Linked DNA regions of Callithrix jacchus: region 1 is linked to region 2. A link is a contact called in public Hi-C data. All regions are on one chromosome and are shown on one strand. Each heading gives the region's core, a stretch centred on a gene start, on an enhancer-like site or on the middle of the called end of the contact. The rest is flanking DNA. Distances are from core to core; before and after follow the strand shown. Region 1 holds the start of CCL17 (C-C motif chemokine ligand 17). Region 2 holds the start of CPNE2 (copine 2).

Region 1 (6,971 bases), core at 1,292-3,791, 320 kb after region 2:
CAGAACTCACCCGGGGAGTTTCCCCAGTGGCAGGGACGGCAGCCGCTTCATCATTAGCAGGCTGCCCACTGAATCACAGCTGTCCTTTGCAGGCAGGTGGAGCCCCCACAAGAGGGTGGGCAGAAGCCACCAGGCTGAGTGCATGAGGGCAGGATGGGCAAGAGGAGTGGTCGCAGAGGCGCTCCCTCCTGCCTCCTCCCGGACCCCAGGCCTGGCCCTGCACCTCTGGGCCCAGGCTCTGTCTCCAGGTCAGGGCCATCTGTGCCTGCACCCTTCCCCTGCCCAGCCAGCCTCCTTTGCAGGGGGACTCTGCAGGGAGCCACCCTGAGGTTGCCCCTCCCTTTTTCTGGGATGTTGGCACCCAGGAGGGGCCCAGGCAGGAAGAGCAGACTCCCCTCCCCCTCCTCTGCAAATGGAAGCCAGCCTTGGGCACAGGACAGGTGGCTGGGGGCAAAGAACCCATCTGGGCTGTGGCTTGAGGAGGGGGCAGGGTCAGGGTCTCTGGCAGCTGATGTGACCCCCAGAGAAGCAGAGAAATGCTGGTTCAAGGCCCACCAAGGCAGACCCCATTTTCCCGAGATCAACCGTCCTGAGGAGGCTGAGGTCCAGAGAGGGTCTGTGAGCTGCCTGAGATCACACAGAGGATCCTGCCCACAGAAAGATTCCTCATGGGCAAGGGAAGACCTGCTCCTAGGCATGGACGCAGCCCCAGCCTCCCAGGTTGCCCTTGTGAGGGGTGGGGAGAGGAGCACCTGGGGCTCCTCCCGAGGTCAAGGGTCCTTGTCTGGTTTCCTTTCATCGGAACCCCCCCTCCCCACCTGAAGACTGATGAGGTTAGCTCTGAGCGATGCTCCGGGAAAGTGGGGTTTCCACAGGTATCCCCAGAACGTAAAAACAAGAAACAAAAATCTCACGACACAGAGCGGCTGTTGCTGTTACCAGGACTGCTCATGAAAACGTAGTAATGATTCAGCGATCAACACAGGGACTGTGATCTCGCAGGACTGTGAGAGGGCGGAAGGCACCTGCGCTATGTTGCCGAGGGGGCACTGCTGTCATTTTGAGCTGGCCCTGGTCATGCAGGGACAGGGCAAAGCCAGGCCTAGGTCCCCCATGTAACAATCAGAGTCCAGGTGCTGCCCTGCCTTGAGCCGCCCTGCCCTGGTGCTGCCCACCTGGAGGGCATGGGACCCTCATTCTACTGAAGGGACGCCCATGCTCTGGCTCCCGGGAGCCCTCACAGGGTGACTGGCAATTTCCTCGGGTGGCCAGGTGCCTGACCCGTGTGCAGTGATGCTGTGGCCTGGGGCTGAGACCCTAGAGTCACAGATAAGCCAGTTCACCAACTTGATCTGCCGCCTTATGCCTGTAGTTCTTTTTTCAGCTCTGCCCCTACTGGAAAGTGGACTTGCGTTCTGTCATTGCCCTGCAATGGGCTGGGGTGCCAGGAAAGTCAGCTCAGGGCCTGGCTCAGGATGGATCCTGACCAGGCATCCAGTACGGACTCCGGGACACAGCTCTGCTAGAAGCGAGAAGCGGCATCTCCTACAGACCCCTTTGTTCTGTTCTGCATCTTTTTTTTTTTTTTTAAGACTCAGTCTCGCTCTTGTCCACCAGGCTGGAGTGCAATGGTGCGATCTCAGCCCACCGCAAACTCCGCCTCCTGGGTTCAAGCAATCCTCCTGCCTCAGCCTCCCAAGTAGCTGGGACTACAGGTGCCCACCACCACGCCCTGCTATTTTTTGTATTTTAGTGGAGACGGGGTTTCACCATGTTGGCCAGGCTGGTCTCGAACTCCTGACTTCAGGAGATCCACCTGCCTAGGCCTCCCAGAGTGCTGGGATTCCAGGCGTGAGCCACCGTACCCAGCTCTGTTCTGCATCTTAGTGTAAGGCAACCCATTTAGGGGAACGTGGTTTCCCGAGCTATTTGGATTGAATGGTGATCGAAGTACCACTGGGCTCTGGCCTCCTTCGGTCAGGGCCTAGCCTGGGGTGGGACAGGCAACCAAAGCTGCTCTGTGCCCTGGCTGGGCCTCAGTCTCTCTCAGAGGCAGATAAAGAATGGACCTCCCTGCAGAGTGATGCCCCTGTGCCCATGGCCCACAGCCAGTGTGGCCCCCAGTGCCCTGAATCTTGCCCACAGTCCAGGAGAAGAGCCCTGCTTGATTTCTGCTGGTTGACTCCCAACACCTCATCTCCCCCGACTCAGGCCGCCATGCATGAAGGATGCTTTCTAGCCACAGAGAGATGAACTCAGTTGTGGATGGAGGCTTTTCAATTCTAATAGAGGAACCAAGAAATGTCCCCTCTGAAAGGAGAAGTGTGTCACTGCATGGGCTCCAGACACATGTACCCCACCTCTGTCTCCAGTTGAGTGCCCATTCTCTGGAAATCCACAAACATTCCAAGAGCTGGACTTCTCCTGAATCATCTCAAATTCTTCAATCTCCACTGGTCTAGTGAAGGATGTGGGGAGGTGACAGAAGGCGGGGCAAGACCCCCAGGGAGGTTAAATTAGTCACTGCCACCCTCAACTCTCAGCAAGGGTGTCTCCCTGAGCAGAGGGACCTACATGCACAGACTCCCTCCTGGACTTCTGGCACCATGGTCCCACTGAAGATGCTGGCCCTGGTCACCCTCCTCCTGGGGGCTTCTCTGCAGCACATCCATGCAGGTGAGAGCAGGGAAAGGTGGCCAGGGGCAGGCACTGGGAGGACAGGAATTGGGGGCATGAAAACCACCAAAGCAACACACACACACACATTTGTGTATTGTTGACACCCCACCTACTCCCACCCCACAAAAAGACCTGAGAAGCCCACAGCACTAGGATTTTGAGGGAAACGAGCAGAGAAAAATGTCGATGGTGTTGATGATGTCCCAGCTCTTGCAGGTGGGCTTGGTAAGGACCAACATGAGCACATCTCGAGCTGCAATGGCTGTGAGGTTGGGATTCAACAGCTGTAGTTGTGCAATGGAAAAAGAAAGATTCTCAAAATTATTTATTAGCATCTATTTTATTAACAGGTTTTATGCACAATGAGAGAATCAGCATAAAGCTTCCAAGAGCATGTAAAAAAGAGTTTCTTTTTTTTGAGATGGAGTCTCTCACTCTGTCACCCAGGCTAGAGTGCAATGGCGTGATCTTGGTTCACTGCAACCTCTGCCTCCCAGGTACAAGCGATTCTCCTACCTCGGCCTTCTGAGCAGCTGGGATTGTAGGTACCTGCCACCATGCGGGGCTAATTTTGTGTTTTTTGTAGAGATGGGGTTTTAACATATTGGTCAGGCTGGTCTCGAACTCCTGACCTCAAGCAACCCACCAGACTGGGCCTCCCAAAGTCCTGGGATTACAGGCATGAGCCACTGCGCCTGGCCTAAAAAACAGATTCTTATATTAGGTTAGGAAAGGAAAGATGAAATAAGGTTGCCAGGCATAGACACACAGGACTACACACAGACACACACACACGTGGGCACTCACAGGACACACAGGATCCCCCACAGACACACTCAGACATACATACCCACAAACACACAGGATCCCCACAGCATACACAGAGGCCTCACACATACTGGTGTACATTCACACACACACATATACATAGGCAGTGACACATGCAGTCACCACACAGATGCACACGTGGACACGCACATGCCAACCTTCCACAGACACACCCAGGGCTCCCACAAAACACAGGCAGACACTCACAGACACCCCACCCTGCTTCCTCTCCCTGCAGCTCGAGGGACCAATGTTGGCCGAGAGTGCTGCCTGGAGTACTTCAGGGGAGCCATTCCCCTTAGAAAGCTGTCTACTTGGTATAGGACCTCCCAGGACTGTAACCGGAAAGCCATTGTGTAAGTGCCCCTGGTCCCACCCCTGCTTCTCTGGGCCAAGCATGGGGACAAGTGGACCCTGAAGCTCCCAGAAAGGCCACCGGGAAACAGGGATGATACAGTGGGGACCTTCCTCCCCAACCCCTACAGGCTCCTTGGGGCAGTTCATGCACCCATGCTGTGGGACCCAAAAGGGCTGCAGGGCATCAAGTCCAACCTGTTCCTTGATTGTGGTGAAATCGAGGCCCTGGGAGGGATGAACTCCCCAGGTCACACAGCTGGTCAGGGGCAATGCGGTCACCTCCCCTGGCCTGGGCCTGAGCCCTCCCCACAGTCCCCACGTCTCAGGCTCTAGGCCGTCTTGGGGCAGTCTGAGGGGTGGTAGTCTGAGCCCTCCCCACAGTCCCCACATCACAGGCTCTAAGCCATCTTGTGGCAGTCTGACAAGGTCCTGCAGCCCTGGCTCCCTGTGAGGGTCCAGATCACTCAGGACAGAGCCTGATGTCCCAGACCTGCCACCAAGGCCCCAGGTGACTACAGCAACTTCCTGCCCCTCTTGGAGTCTTGGAATCCTGCTCAGCACAGGATGGGGCCATCCTGGGGACTCTGGGGCCCTTCTCCCTCTGACATCCCTGGGAACATCCTCTCTCTGTGTAGGCTTGTGACCGTCCAGGGCAGGGCTATCTGTTCGGACCCCGAGGACCAGAGTGTGAAGAAGGCACTTAAATACCTGCGAAGCCTGCAGAGGTCTCGAAGCCTCCTCACCTGGGACTCCTGACTGTCTCCTGGGACCACCCGGTACCTCCAGCATCTGTGTTCACCACCCCAACCCCGAGTGCCTGGGTCCAAGGGAGGCCTTCCAAGGACAAAGAAGAGCCACACGGAGGAAGATCCCAACCCCTTGTCTGAACTGGAGCCTTGGGCACAGAAGGGCCCAGATTAAATTCTTTCTGCTCAGTCTGTGTCAGTGTGTCCGTCCCCACAGCGCAGGACGCGGTTCCACTCCCGCCTGTCACACTGGGAGGGTCCTCAGAGAACATCTGGTCCTTCCCTGCGCAGGTCGGAAAGAGAAACTGAGGCTGAGAGGGGCACGTGGCTTCCACAGACCACGAACCAGTGAGGGGAGGCCCTGGTGAGAGGCCCGGGCAGGGGCAGGGCTGGCAGGTTCCTGGGAGGCGGCAGCTGGATTCTCTGTCTGAGGTCTTCCAGTTTCTCCCCAGCCCAGTTCCTGCTCTTGCCCCACGTGGAGCTGGGGACAAGCTTCCTTGAGGTGCTGGAATCAATTCCACAGACTGGCCAGGACCCTCCCGCAGGCCGCAGCTCCGCCCAGTGCTGGGGAGCCCCCTGGCGGAGGGTGGGGGATCCTGCAGCCCCGTCCCTGCCTCCCCTGCACTCACTGCAGGCCCGCTGGCCCGGCTCCTCCGGGTCCTGGCTCCCTCTCCCCACTCAAACTGCAGACCAGCTCCGGGGCGAGCCGGCTCTGTGGGTCCTGGGCCCTTATGCGGGCCCTGGGTCCTCTGCCTGCAGCTACCCTCCCAGCCCCCTCCAACCGCAGGTAGGAGGGTGCCAAGCGGCCGCCGTTCCTCCTGACTGAAGTGTGATCCCCGCCTCCCTGGCTGACCCCCAGCCCAGTTCAGCCGCACCCAGCCTGCAGGAATCCGGCCCAGTACAGCCCCCCACCGACTAGCTCCCCCAGCTCGTGGGGACTGCCCTGCAGCCGACCCCTGCTCCGCCTGGTTCTCCCATTGGTTCGTGTGTGGGCGGGGGAGGGGGGCAGTCGCAGCTCCTCCATTAGGTTGAGAGCTCCGTGAGCCACTCCGGGCACGTCGCACCCCTGTGCTCAAAAATATGGGGATTGCAGGCTCCGGACACCCCACCCCCAGGCCCCTCTGCCCAGGCTCAGCTGAGGGCTGAACACAGTGTGCAGCGGGGGAGGAATCAGGCCTTCGTGTCCCAGTTCTCTCTCACTCTCCCAGCCAGCGATGCGGCCGTGGCTTGTCTCTCTGAACACAGTTTGGCGGCAGGGTCGTGGGTCCTTCTCTTCCGAAGACCCTGTGGCAGGCGTTGCTTAGCGGGGCGGCGGTTAGGTCAATTTCCAGGCCTGGCTGGGAATTCTGCCCCCTTGTGGCCAGTCAGCTCGTTGCAGGGAAGATGACAACGCAAGTTCACTTTCCAATATGGGCAGGAATAGAATAAGAACAGCAAAATGAGGTTGATAAAGCCAGTAAACTGGCCTATCTGTGACTCTAGGGTCTCTTCGGCTGCAAGTGGGCTCTTCTCCTGTCCTGATGCCGAGGAATATCTCTCGAACAACTGCCTCAGACCCAGAGCCCTAGGGGTGGCCCAGTCTGAGTTCATGGAAAATCGTTCTCCGAATCCGCCGGGTGGAGGAAGGATGATCTAAAAACAGAGGGAAGCAAGGAGAAAGAAGGCTTTAAGACAACAAAGGCCAGCGACGGTCGGGGCCTGGACCCCTGCACCGTGCAGGCTAGAGCTGGAAGGACGCTCAGAGTGCAATGGTGCAATCTCTGCTCCCTGCACCCTCCCCCTCCCAGGTTCAAGCAATTCTCCTGCCTCACCCTCCCAAGTAGCTGGGATTACAGGCGCCTGCCACCACACCTGGCTATTTTTTTTTTTTTTTTTTTTTAGTAGAGACAGGGTTTGACCATGTTGGTCAGGCTCCTTGACCTCATGTGATCCACCTGCCTCAGCCTCCCAAAGTTCTGGGATTACAGGCACAAGCCACCGTGCCTGGCCTCCAACAAACTTTGTTTAAAAAAGCAAGACCCTTGTTTTCCCCTGCTGAAATCCTACTCAGAAGCCCATATTGTAAGCTTAGATAAATAGAGGGGCCGTGGAGGCCCTTGAGGAGGTGGGGAGTTGCCAGAGGGTCCCTAAAGGTGAGATAGGTGGGGGCATGGCATAAAGGCAGGAAGAGGTGGATCCAGGACTGGCAACAAAATGCAGGATTCGGAATCCAAGTATTCATGAGCAGCATCCGGTGCAAGGTGGGAGATGGTGAGATGCAAGAGGCAGGACAGCTGCCATGTTCCCCTGGGATATTTTAAGGAAGTGTGACTTAGAGACTACGGTGATTGGAGAGCAGGGAGGGAGGGAAAAAGAGGAATG
Region 2 (6,685 bases), core at 3,064-5,563:
CTGGGACCAGAGGCATCAGTGGTCCTCATGGGACCCTTAGTCCTCCATGTGCCCCCCCCACACACACACACACACACTCCAGTATAGAGTCAGAGCTGAGGGAGGTGTCTGGGGCTGCCTGGAGGGGCTGGACAGGTCTGGGTATCCTGATCATAGAAAGGGACCGTCCCTGCATCAGAGTGACCACAACCCCAGAACTTAAAAAAATAGCAATGACACGCTAGCCCTGGTGTCAACACTTGCCTGGCACATTATAGTCTCACTGAATTCTGCCTCACTGAATTCTCACAACCATCCCATAAAGCAAATACTAAGTCTATTCTGCTTTACAGAGAAGGAAAGTGAGGCCCAGAGGATTGAGTGATTTCACCCAGGCAGTCTCTGCGTGGTTGGAATTCAAACTCCTGGCCGTGAGTCCATGCCTGAGGTTTGACCCTGGAGTCAGCCACACCTGCCTCTAACCAGGAGATCCTTGAGGGGTCCCTCAAGAATCCTGATATGTTTCCATATCAACCCCCTGTGGCAGATGGTATTTTCTAAAAACAACCATCACAAAATCTTCCACCTACATGCTCTTCCTACTATATGATGGTGACACTCCTCTGTGACCACAACAGAGGTGACATTATGTGACTCCCAAGGCGAGGGCCTGAAACAGAGGAGGGCCTGAAACAGTGGCTCCTGGTTGGAATACAGTGGTGAGAGCATGGCTCACCACAGCCTCAACCTCCCAAGCAATCCTCCCACCTCAGCCTCCTGAGTAACTGGGACTACAGGCATGTACCCCCACACCTGGCTAATTTTTTTTTTTTTGGTAGAGATGGTGAGGTCTCACTATAACACTCAGGCTAGTCTTGAACTCCTTCCCTCAAGTGATCTGTCTGCCTTGGCCTCCCAAAGTGCTGGGATTATAGGCAGGACCACACTCTGCCTAGATAACGCTTCTACTTGCTTCTCTTGAAATGCTCACTCCTGGAGCCCTGGGCCATGCCACCAGGAAGCCCAGACTACAAGGGATGGTCACAGGTAGGTGTTCCAGCTGAGAGATGAGGCTGCAGCTGACAGCTAGCACCTAGTGCCAGCCATATGTTCCAGAAAGCCTTCTAGACAATTTCAACCACCACCACGATCTGACTGCCACTGCTGGGAAATGCTGCTCAAGACCTGCCCTCAATGAGCCCTGAGGACCCCCAGAAGTGTGAGGGATAAGTTTTAGGGGGATCTATGACGCAACATAAATAACTGGAACACTCTCCCTGAACCATCGCTCACACACCCCTAGCCCAGCCAGGTCCCTGAATAGCTGGTGCTCCTTCAACATGTCTTTCATTCACAAGCACACTGATGTGCCCGGACAACCCTGGGTATTGTGATGCGTTTGTCCAAACAGCCTGGACCGTGAAAATAAACACCCAGATGGCAGGTGCTGACACACAAACCCTGACATAGGTCTATTTCAGGACCTTCCAGCTTCCTGCTGTGCACAGTGAGGTCTTCACCTGGGTAGGGAGAGACTTAGTTTAACATTTTGCAATCTGGGGTGTGGAATGAGGATAAAGTGTGTAAAATCAACTGTGATGGATACTTGGCCTTAATCAACTGCCCTCAGGGCTCTCTGATCCCTGATCTTTTTTTTTTAAGTTAGCTTTATTGGGATATAATGCATACACCATGACATTTGTCCTTTTAAAGTGTGTAAGTCAATGATTTTGAGTATGTCTACAGTTGTGCAACCATCACTATAATCTAACTTCCTTTTTTGAGACAGGGTCTAGTTCTTTCACCCTGGCTGGAGTGCAGTGGCGAGGTCACAGCTCACCACAGCCTCAACCTCCTAAGCAATCCTCCCACCTCAGCCTCCTGAGTAACTGAGACTACAGGCGTGGGCCACCACACCTAATTTTTTTTTTTTTTTTCGTAGAGATGGTGGGGTCTCACTGTGTTACTCAGGCTGGTCTTGAACTCCTTGCCTCAAGTGATCTGGGCTCCCAAAGTGCTGGGATTACAGGCAGGACTGCACTCTGCCTAGAATCTAACTTTAGAACATTTTTTATCATCAGCCAAAGAAACCCTGTGCCAATAGCAATAACTCCTCATTCTCCACTCTCAGGCTGAGACAACCACAAATCTGCTTTGTCTCTCTGTGGATTTGTCTGCTCTGGACATTTCATCTAAATTGAGCCATACACTATTGGTCTTTTGAGACTGGCTTCTTTCACTAGGCATAATATTTTCCAAGTTTGTCCATATTGTAGCATGTATCAATACTTCATACCTTTCTTTCTTTTGAGACAAAATCTCCCTCTGTCACCCAGGCTGGAGTGCAGTGGCGCCATCTTGGCTCACTGCAACCTCCACCTCTTGGGCTCAAGCCATTCTCCTGCCTTCCAAGTAGCTGGGATGATGGGTGCTTGCCACCATGTCTGTCTACTTTTTGTATTTCTAGTAGAGACAGGGTTTTGCCATATTGGCCAGGCTGGTCTTGAACTCCTGATCTCAAGTGATCGCCCACCTTGGCCCCCAAAAGTGCTAGGATTACAGGTGTGAGCCACCATGACTGGCCAGTACTTCACACCTTTCTGCGGCTGAATAATATTCCGTGTGTGGATATACCACATTTTGTTTCTTCATTCATCAGTGGATGGACATTTGGGTGGTTTCCACTTTTTGGCTATTTTGAATCATGCTGCTACATACATTTGTGTACAAGCTTTGTGTGGCCCTATGTTTTCATTTCTCCTGGCTGGATAGCTAGGAGTGGGATTGCTGTGACCCCTGGCCTTAGCACTCTGCCCCCTTGGCTAGGGATCCAGCATCTTCCCCAACAGGCCCAACTAGCTCATCCTTCAAGTCCCTTCAAGGAAGCCTCGCTGACTCCCTCCGCTGAGTTGGGTCTTCTGTGCCATCCCATCTCCAACCTTTGCACATTTCATAATGGTGATATGATTGCCTGGGTCCTGGCCTTGGCCCCAGCAGGTGACCAACTTGAGAGAGACTTTGGTTCACCACTGTCCATCCCAAGGCCTGGCTCTCCTGCTGCTGGAAGGAGAAAAGACTGATTCTGGGACCAGAGCAATCAGGAAAGGCTTCCTGGAGGAAGTGGGGCTGGAGTTGAGTTGATAGGTTGGTTTGCCCCAGAGTTGGGCAGAGGACTTTGAGGGCTTCGGTGAAAGAAAGGTGTGGACAGCTTGGAGAAAGGAAGGATGGATGGACATCAAATAGGCAGAGAACAAAGCTCAGAGCCCCAGGGCTGTTTAGTCTCTTCTTCTCTAAGGCTGCAAAGTGCCAGTGACTCAGACGTGGAGGAAGGCTCCCCGGCTGCTGCAAGAGGCTCCCACATTAACCCTCACCTGCCTGGAATTGAAAAGCCACAATGGAAGCACTAGGCGTTAACCCTCAGCTGCCTAGTCCTTGAGTCCCAGGGCCAAGGGCTGTGCACATGGCCTTGAGACCCCCGAACAGCCCCGCCCCCCCACCCCAATCTGGTTACTTGAGGCTCAGCCTTCTGATGCCAGGTGGTGAACTTGCCCAGAGAGCACAAAATACCGCAGAGTGGCCAGCGGCTTGAGCGCCCCGCGACAGACAAGTGTCCTAAGAATTGGTGCCTCTTCTAGGGAAAAGGAGGCCTGGGCTCCAAGGCCTTAAAGACTCGCCTAATTTTCCGCATGGATGAGTAGCCCCAGGCCCCGTTCGGATCCGTCTTTATCTCACCGTGTGTCATAGAAATGTCATGTTTCCAATCTCTGGCGGCAAGAAAATGCCGAGCTCTTTTGCTATTGGAAAAAAAAAGGGGGGGAAGAAAACACTGCAGTCCCAATCCTGCCCAATACATCCCAGAACCCAGCCTTGGGTGTTGCCCCGAGGGCGCAGCGCCGCTCCCATCGGTGCTGGGGGTCCAGGAGGCTCTGGGGCCCCGCAGGCCCGGGCTGAGCCCTCCCCTCTGTTCCCGCGTCGTTGGCCCTGAGCGCATATCGCTCGGAACAAGGAGGTGCCAGAGGCTTGGGCGAAGCAGGCCTGGGGAGGGCGCGAAGCCGCGGCGTTGCGATCCTCAGCCACCTGAGTCCCAGCCTGGAACCCTCGGACCATAGGGTTCGGGCCCTCTAGGTGCCAGGCGCCTCGAGTGCCCGGGCGCTCCGGGCGCGGGCTGGGAGGGGCGGACAGCGGGCGGGACAGCGCCCCCGCTCCGCCCGTGGGAGAGCGCGCGCCCCTCCAGGAAGCGCCCGCCTCGCCTCCTGCTTCCCTCCCCACTCCCCCCTTCAGCCGGAGGGAGGAGCCCGAGCCGCCGCCGTTGCCGCCGCCCGCCCAGCCCAGGAGGAGGACCCTACCCGGAGCGGCTGGGAGCGCACGCGAGCGGGCCGTGGCCGCGAGGGCAGCGCCCTGAGCCCGTCCCGCGCCCTCGGGCCAGGCCGAGCAGAAGCAGCGCCCGGGCATGCCTGGGCGGCCCAGAGCGCGGGCAGCGGCAGCCGTGCGGTGAGGGCGGTGGCGTCCGCGGGACCCGCGGTGAGTGGGGCCCGGGCGGGCGGGGCAGTGCCCAAGTTCGGCTTTGGGGACGGGCTCCAGGCGCCAGCGGAGGGTCCCAAGGAAGCCGGGTTCCGCCCCCGGGGGCTGCGGCGCTCCAGTCCCCGTCGCCCGCGCGAACCCGGACTCCGGCGCTTCGGTGACTCAGCTCCGACCCAGACACGCGGGGGCGCCCCGTCGACCCCCGGACTGCGGGGGTAGGGCGGCGGGGTCCCCGGGGAGGAGGGCGCCCTCCGAGGTCGGAGCCCAGCTGCTTTGGGGACCGTCCCACCCGCCCGGAGGTTCCTGGAGGGCGTCCGGGAGGCGGAGTCCCGGAGCTGTGGCAACTGCTGAAGGCGTGAGGTCGCCCTGGCTCTAGGCGGGTGCGGGCCCCTCTCCGCACCCCTCTGCACTCCTTTCATCCCTCACTACCCACCCCTTGCCCCAGGCAGCTGCCAGAGGGCCAGCTCCCAGCCCCGGAACGGGGATCGCAGAGGGGGAGTGGAGCTGGGCAGCTTCCCAGAAGTCGGAGAGTGTTTGCAAACTAGTTTTTGTGAAAAAGCTGTCTGGCACCTGTGTGTTTTAAGGGGGTGGGGGTGGGGCATGGAGAGAGCGGGCGAGAAAGGCCCTCTTTTATTCCCGGTTTCCCGCAGCGATGCTCCTCTGAAAATAGAGGGGTCTTACTCCCCTCTTCCCTGCTCTTTCCACCCCATCCCCCAGCCTTGCCCCCTTTCGTCCCCCAGTTGGAGAAGCTCTCCTATGAGGAAGGGGCTGCTTAAAGGGGGCTGTGGTTTGCCCAAGTTCACAGATGTTGCTGGCTCCGGCGGCCAATAGGGGGTTCATCTTGCATCTGAATCCCCTGCCCCATATGTACTGGGGGAAGGGACAAGGGGTCTGGGAGAATGAGCTGAGCCGCCCTTTGTTTTATCTACCCTTAGTTTTTGCTCCCTTAGGGGTGTGTGCTGTCATCAAAGGAGGGGGGCTCTTTCTGCCCCTTGGGCATGCACAGCTTCAGAGACTGTGGGGAGCCCATGGTTTTCTGGAAACAGGCAGTGAGCGCAGATTTTAATCCCTGGCAGCTCCAGCCTGCCTGTGGACAGCCTTGATGGAGAGGCCTGGGAGACCTGGGTCTGAACCCCACCTATGACCAGCAGGGAACTTGGCCCAGACCCTCTACCCCTTGGGTCATCATCTGTGAAATGGGCTACTGTTCCAGGGCCTGCCTCCTGGAGAATGGGAAAGAGCATGAAGGCACGGTTTTATGGCATTCCTCCTGGCATAGGTCCCGGTGAGCTCTAGGACCGCCCCAGGTAGGTGACAGCCAGCTGGATTGGGAGGGGTCATCCAGGCAGATTCCTCCATGGAAAGAACCGGGAGGAAGGGTGACGTGGACGCTTGGGTTCTTCTCTCGGCTGTCATTTCCTATCTGCGTGCCTAGTCACCCCTTGGACTTGGGGTTTTTTTCTGTCTGTAAAATGAGGCAAAGTGTGACATGACCCAGCTTACAGGGCAGCTGGGAGGCTGGAACTGGGGTGTTGGGAGCAGATGTTTTGCAAGTAGGGAGCACTTCATGAGTGGCAAGTGTTGTGTCTCTGGTGGTGTTCCAAGGGACACTTCCTCCCCTGGAATGTCATGAGAATTGAAAAGTGGGGCATAAGGGAAGAAGAGGGCCAAGAATGGAACCTCAGTTTCTAGCAGTAAGGACAGTACCCCATCTGGTCCTCCTCCCAGCCCTCAGTTTCTGTATCTATGCACCTTTATATTCTTTTCAGGTAACTGTGTATTTCTGTAAAGGTAGGATTAAATTAGATTGTGAGGACTCAGGTGCCAGCACTTACTGGTACGTAGTAAGTGCCTGGTGACTCTTAGCTGTCAGTGCCAGGGGAATATTAGGAAGCCTGATGTGAGTGACTGCCTCCAGGTTTCCTTCTGGGATTGTCTCAGAAATCCTGTCAGGATTTCTGGGCTGTTCTAGGGGCAGGGGCCTGGGGTGAATGAAAGAAGACCAGGAGAGGTGGTAGGTCTGATCCAGGTGCCCCATATCTGCCCCCTCTGGCTGGCCTCCCAGGGCTCTAAGGAGTGAAGAGAAAACAAAAGAGCATTCTCTAGTAATTTCCCCCCTCCTGTCAGAGCAGGAGGCATCATTGCCAGGCAGGGTCCCCATCTGAGAAGCCCTCAGCTCAGGGTC

What was found. A called contact is a pair of places that touch in the nucleus more often than the background predicts.
Region 1: a contact with region 2 is called in a Hi-C map of skeletal muscle, with 5 times the contacts expected there. The contact joins the promoter of CCL17 here to the promoter of CPNE2 in region 2. A contact is called at or near these places in 2 of 3 Hi-C or Micro-C datasets (both in skeletal muscle).

Annotation. Positions count from the first base shown.
Region 1 is chr20:15,288,644-15,295,614 of calJac240_pri, forward strand. CCL17 (C-C motif chemokine ligand 17) reads left to right here and starts at 2,542. Exons shown (of 3, transcript XM_008985929.5): 1 at 2,542-2,676; 2 at 3,746-3,863; 3 at 4,500-4,799. The coding sequence starts at 2,607. The coding sequence ends at 4,620.
Region 2 is chr20:14,963,772-14,970,456 of calJac240_pri, forward strand. CPNE2 (copine 2) reads left to right here and starts at 4,314. Exons shown (of 15, transcript XR_013530505.1): 1 at 4,314-4,500.